2 separate regions of the Drosophila melanogaster genome follow, and region 1 is linked to region 2. A link is a contact called in public targeted proximity ligation data. All regions are on one chromosome and are shown on one strand. The core of a region is the stretch at or near the end of the contact, and the rest is flanking DNA. Distances in the headings are between cores, read along the strand shown.

Evidence for each region.
Region 1: a targeted proximity ligation map of the Kc167 cell line shows a contact between it and region 2, with 5 times the contacts expected there. A contact is called at or near these places in 3 of 107 Hi-C or Micro-C datasets (the S2 cell line, embryo and larval central nervous system) and 1 of 7 datasets of targeted methods (the Kc167 cell line).

What each region holds. Positions count from the first base shown.
Region 1 is chr3L:12,733,065-12,736,209 of dm6, forward strand. SmD1 (Small ribonucleoprotein particle protein SmD1) reads right to left here and starts at 1,547. Exons shown (of 2, transcript NM_080035.3): 1 at 1,439-1,547; 2 at 300-919. The coding sequence starts at 1,452. The coding sequence ends at 559. It overlaps Ptp69D (Protein tyrosine phosphatase 69D), which reads left to right and starts at 1,881. Exons shown (of 12, transcript NM_176324.2): 1 at 1,881-2,185; 2 at 2,994-3,096. The coding sequence starts at 2,089.
Region 2 is chr3L:12,570,550-12,573,940 of dm6, forward strand. It overlaps sowah (sosondowah), which reads right to left and starts at 1,993. Exons shown (of 12, transcript NM_168503.5): 1 at 1,763-1,993; 2 at 990-1,651. The coding sequence starts at 1,889.

The DNA of each region.
Region 1 (3,145 bases), core at 297-2,796, 160 kb after region 2:
AATGGGTTTTAAAGTGAGGGTTACTCCATTATCCCTATATCTATTGTTTCTTTTGATATGTTTTCCAATCCGTTACTTAAAGTAGAATCTCTTAAGTTAACCAGTTTTAAGGCGATGCCCATTTCATGGGTTTAACATTGTCGTTTGTTTCATTGTTCACCACGCATCCTAATGGCAGTAGTAAATATATTTGAATCTATAGCCTAGCTTAAGTAACACAGTTTTCTCCTACTATTGTTGAACATTTGAAAGACATTTTGTGCGTCCAAAAACAATTAAAAGTATAAAAAAGCGTTTTTACAAACTTTCAAACATTTTTAATCATAATTTAATGGCGGGAGTCTTCTTTCAATTTGTTGCCAAGTAAACACATTTTTCCTGAGCTACTACACAGAGTGATTTTTAACAATATACATATTCAGATGGAGTTTCTTTACTAGCTGAAGACATTTGTCAGTTGTTCGTACATAGTAAATGCATACAGTGTGGATTTATCCAAAGAATATTTATATTCTATATTTATCGAATATTGTTTATTAGATGTAGCTGTTACAAAGATTAACGTCGGCCTGAAGCTCGGCCCCTTCCGCGACCCCGTGGACCACCTCGTCCGCGGGCGCCTCTGCCCCTGCCGCGATTTCCCACGCGGCCGCTGTCCTTCTTTTTTGTCTTCGACTTCGGGGTGTCGTCGATGAGGAGCGTCTCCAGCGGCAGGCTGTCCGGCAGTATAAAGTATCTGATGTTGTTGCCGCGAATGCTCAGCGTCTCCAGGTGGACGGGATCCCGGTTCTTGATCGTCATCCGAACGCTCTTCAGGTGAGTGTTCATGGCCACATCCACGCCGGTAATGGTGCCGTGGATCTGGGTGCCGTTCTTCAGTTCGATGGTCACGGTCTCGTGACTTAGCTTCATAAGGAATCTGTAATGCATCAACGGGAAGATTAGTAAACGAAATTAAGGAAATCCCTGTTGCAAAGATGCAGCATTTCAGAGATGCAAGGCTATTATAGGTAGAAACAAATATCTTATTGGGTGATTGAAAAATGAGATACAATAAGGTGTATGCAAGCAGCCTTTATGATGAAATATACTTAGTAGAGCCTTTACTTTTAGCAAATTAGTACGAATTTAAAGGTAGCTTGTATTTGGTGGCCTTGGATTAAGAGCGTTGATTGCATTGAATATAGTTATGCAAAATGCTACTTAAAGTGCAAGAATTGTTACCAGATACAAGTAAATAATGGAAAACTATTATAATAACAGATCAAAACAACATTCGTATTAAATTAAATTTTGTGTACAAAAACAACAAATGGGAGCATCGCTTTTGCATGCATACATGTGTGCAGAATCGCAGAACTCAAAAACTGAATGAAACTATACTGCACGCATTGCTAACAAGTTTAGTTTTAGTTTAGGTAAATGACGCATAACATACCTTACTAATTTCATGTTTTTATGTGTTTTTGGTGGTTTTCTGCAAAAAAAAACGCGCACAAACAATGCCGGCTAGTTTACTTGGAATTTGGTGGTTGCGGTGAACTGTTGTATCGTGTGCTAAGATAGCAACGCTCATTGGTATTGTAAAATATATCGGCTACCAAACGGAATCGTAATAAAAGTGAATATGAAGTAATAAATGAATTAATGCATTCCAGAAATAAATTATAAATTTGCAACAATTAAGTAACAATTAATGTCATACTGCTCTATAAATAAATACTTGTGTCTTATTAATTACTCATGTTAATAAATACGATTACGATTATATTATTATAATATACGATTATATTCCAATTCAGTTGTTCCAAATCCCTTGGTAACCGCAGCCAAGGGTACATATTCGACTGACTTATCGATAACGCCGCATATCGCGAAAAAAAAACAATCCAGTGTTAAGAAAATAACGATTAATACTTATTCGCGGTCGCCGTCTATTAACTGGTTTTTAATAAAACACATTTGTCGGTGTTTTGCACTCGCCGCGACATTAGTTCAACGCAGTAGAGCTTTTTAACTCAACGCAGACATCGAATATAATTTTTGACATATGTATTTATCCGGCTCGGAGTGAGAAATTAGCAAGCCATGGCGTTACTCTACCGACGCATGTCGATGCTATTAAATATAATTCTTGCATATATTTTCCTTTGTGCGATATGTGTGCAAGGATCTGTGAAACAAGGTAATGTTTCAAAAACTCAGACGAACATCATAATTGGTACATACATACGTACATCAAGAACCGTTTGTGGGTGTCAACAAATTGCAATGTCTCATTTTTTTTTTGTGTTGTTTTTGCAAATGTGAATGGAGTGTTTTACATTAAGTTGGAAACTGGAATTATCATTTGATATGGTGGTTAACAAGACGGTTGTATAGTTCTTAGATACAGTAGCACTCGAACTATGTCGGTAACGCCCAAAGATTACGGCGATGGGGTGAGATTTCAATTGGGGCTAAACAAAAGTAGTCGCGCATACATATGTACACACTTCCCGGTACATACATACGTTTTATGTTTCTGCGTACATACTTATGTACATCTATCTGATTTATCTGAAATATAATCACATATATATATATTTGTAATATTTCTTCAGCTAAATACGTGTTGATTCCGAAATTACGCCGGATTACTACCGCGAGTTTTATGGCCAATATTGTGGGTGTAGTTTCATTTTTATGTCTGGCTTTTACCGCCCATCCAGAAAAACCTTTCTTGGTGTCCATCATAAAACTTAAAATTTAATAGGAAAGTTAAATAAGAAATTTTCCTTCAATATAGTTCTAATTTGAATATTTTACTAAATCGCATAAAACCCGGAAGCTATAATCAGATTTAAATATACACAACCATTAATCAGGAAGATATATTTTAAGTCTAACATATTTTTAGGCTGACAGAAGCATGTTGCTACTAGATCGGTGTAATTTCTATAATTACGTCTATATACAAAACTGATAATTATTTTAATGAAATTTATTTACAGAGTGGGCAGAAATAGGTAAAAACGTATCTCTAGAGTGCGCATCTGAAAACGAAGCAGTAGCATGGAAGCTGGGCAACCAAACTATTAATAAAAACCATACAAGGTTAGTAACTTATTGCACAAGCATCTAAAAATATTTCTGCCCCCATAAA
Region 2 (3,391 bases), core at 743-3,242:
GCCAGTTCTCCAGCTCACCAGCTCACCAGTTCGCCAGTTCTCCAGCTCACCAGCTCTTGAATGCGCGGCGGCGACAAAGCCGGGACAGAAAAAGTGGACAGGAAGGCGAACGGAACGATGCAGGCGCATGTATGTAGTTTTATGAGACTTACATTTATATTGTCCACTAATAAAATTAATGGATTTATTCAATTCGGCCTGTGCTGGTGGCAATTCGTGACATGGCTCTGGGAACTGACAGACAGTTGGGTGACCGACCAACCGACCGGCTTAGTTTGAGCCAGCCACTCTGCCACTCTGACATTCTGGCCATCTAGCATTCCGCCAGCAGTTCCACTTGAGGTGGCCCAAAGCCTGGGACAGCCACTGATGCATTGACAATAATTGCTCGGGGTTTCCAGGGCCAGCAGATCTAATCTGACCCTGATTTGTAGCGGAATATCAGCCTGTTTCTTTGTCATATACAGTGATGGGAAAGCAAATATTTTTTTTTTAATCCCATTATACAGTGTATATACGCTAAGAACTACTTTAAGTTGCCAGATATATATGAAATTATGAAGGTCATCCTTATCACTAAACGAAGAATTCGATGTAAATAATAGAAATCGTTCCTCTTTAGTTTAAACAAAGGCGTGAGTGAGATTATAGAACATTAACAAATATGATTCAACAAAGTTGATTACAGTGTGTAGTCTATGATGGATTGAAAAAAGCAGCTGGTTAAGTGGAACAACGTCTTCAGATATTTTTGCCACAGTGGACAGCTCATATAAAAACCTTCATAGCTCTGTGATAATTAATCACAACTAAGCCGTGCAAAAAACGTCGCATATTTGAATTGTCTTGTAGCGAATCTTCCCACTGACGCACAGGAAATGGAACGCATTGGAACAAAGCTGGGAGGGAAGGGCCCGAAAGACACCCGCACCCGAGCCGAGCCCGCATGATGGCTAATGCCCTGGCTTAACCGGTTCTGTGGCACTCACCTTCTCTGGCTTCTTCTTAGCTGGCGGCGATATGATTTTAGCCTCTTCTTCAGACGCCATCCGATTAAATTTGCGCGTGGCCTCCTTCACGCTGATGGGATTCTCGGCCACATCGCCTACGGCGGCGGGAGCTGTGGGATCAGCCATCTCCGGCTTTTCAATGGAAGTGCTGGACGCCGAGGAGGCCTCCGAGGAGAAGGAGAAACGTGGTATGTTCTCCTTGTTGTCGATCACATCGATGGAATTCGATCGAGACGTTTTCTCCGGCTTCTCCTGCTGATCCAGATCCTCGGACTTGACCGACGTTCGCCTCTCCAAGCGTGCTGGCTCAATGCGCTTTATGGCAGCCGTGAATTCGTCCACGCACTCCTGGTAATTCTCCTGGTGCTCCTTGGCAATGGAAACGGCTGGCGGAGAGGTGACCATGGGCGGCGGTTTATATGGCGGTGGCTGCCTCATGGGCGAGTCAAAGTTAAGAGATGCGCCGCCGGGACTTGAGGGCTCCGGAATACCAGATGCGGCGGCCACCGCGCGCTCCACAACCTCATCCGTGGGGCATTCGTTTACGTATTTCTTGCGCAATATCAAAAACTTCTGATTGTTCTCGTTCTTGATGGTGGACAGCAGTGTGACATAGGTCTTGAATCGCTTGCGAGCCTCATCTGCAATTAATCATTGGGAACATCCATGTGAAAACCAAGTCAATATGGGTTTTCTTGGCCATTCAACAGGTCCCAAATCCCAAATTCGAAAGACAAACACAAATGACTCACTTTGCGACTGCGGGTGAGTTAGGAATTTCTTGAAGTGCTTCACCAAGGCGTGATTTGTCACCTTGCACTCGTTTGCCAACATGTAATTACGGATCTCCGCAACGGATAACTCCTTCGGTAGCTCCATTGCACTTTAAATCTCACTTTAAAACACTTTTAAACGCGAAATAAGTAAAAAATAAACACAACAAACAAAAACATTTGACCAGGGCACTGTGCACACTGCGAATGTTGCAGCCCTCATGCTTCGCGGAAAAAAGCTCGCTGATTTCGCTAGCTGACAGAAGGCTGGTTGGCGTGTAACTCATAACATGGAATGATTTTTCGAGTTTTAATAATTTTAAAAACAATACATTAAAGCAAGGAAACAAATATATACTTTTCGCACTTCAAATTACATAATAAAAACTATTGATTAAACACTTTTACTTGATTTAGGTAAATAACAATTACTTTCGATACCGTTCAGCATGCAAATCTCATTTAATCTCACCATATATGAAGTGATTCATATAAATATATATGATAAAATAAAAATGATAAAAATAAAAAAGTTAAAAAAAGAAATTGGGACAATTTATGCCCGCGAAATACTTTTTTATTTCTTCTAAAACATTTTCAAGCCGTAGCCGTAGGTGAGTTAAAAAACACTTTTTCGAAATGAGTAATATAATTTAAACCAATGAGTTTGCTTTGGTGTGCCAAATATTATGATAAATGTTTTTAAACCAAGTACGAAAAGGTAAACGAAAGGCTCGTAATCAATGTTGAATTCCCTTCGGCATGCGAACTTGTAAATCAGACAGTGGTAGTTAATTTGCATAAAATTTAACTTCAGTTGAATCCATCTGGCTCGAAGTATCTTCCGCATGCAAAGAATTATTAAAACAGTTCCGAATTAATTCCTGAGACACAGCCAAATGTAAATTCAGGGGCGGATCGAGCGGAGTAGGTAGCCCCAATCCCCCATCGAAATCGGGGAGTTAACTATGCAGTACGTGTATGTGGGGCACAAAACGAGTTGATTTCCATCTCAATTGGCCAAAATGGTTTGGCTGGGAGGCTGGGTTCGGGTTTTGGGCCATGTATGTGTGGGCCAATTTGTTGAATCGACGTCATTTATCATCCGCAGAGCAGAGTTCTAGCCGAAAGGAAGCCACAGCCGATGACAGTGACAATGGCGCATCTGGATACACAGATTGGGATTGTATCTTTCACTTGCATTTCAAGATGCAAATGTCAAGACGTGTTGTACTCTGGATATCCTTTCCTTCCCTTTCCGAAACCCGCCCCCTCCCACCACCGTCACAGGATTCAATTCCAGAATGCCTCGATGGCGCAGATGCGCACTAATTTGTATGCCCGCACTCTTTGGATTCGTTATCCGTTGGTTAAATGGCTAAATGTATCTTTGGCAGCCTGCTCGCCTCATAAATGTGCCCAAATAAATTACCCTTATTTATCATTTTATTTGGGGTTCCATATTAAGTCGAGTTTCGCCACGAGCGAGAGTATATAACTCATGTTTGTTTAAGGTATTTGCTTGCTAATTTGCTAAAACACAATAAATGCTACTAAAAAATATTTATGCAAATAAATAAAGATTGAGGTAAAAGGGAATTCAGTTCG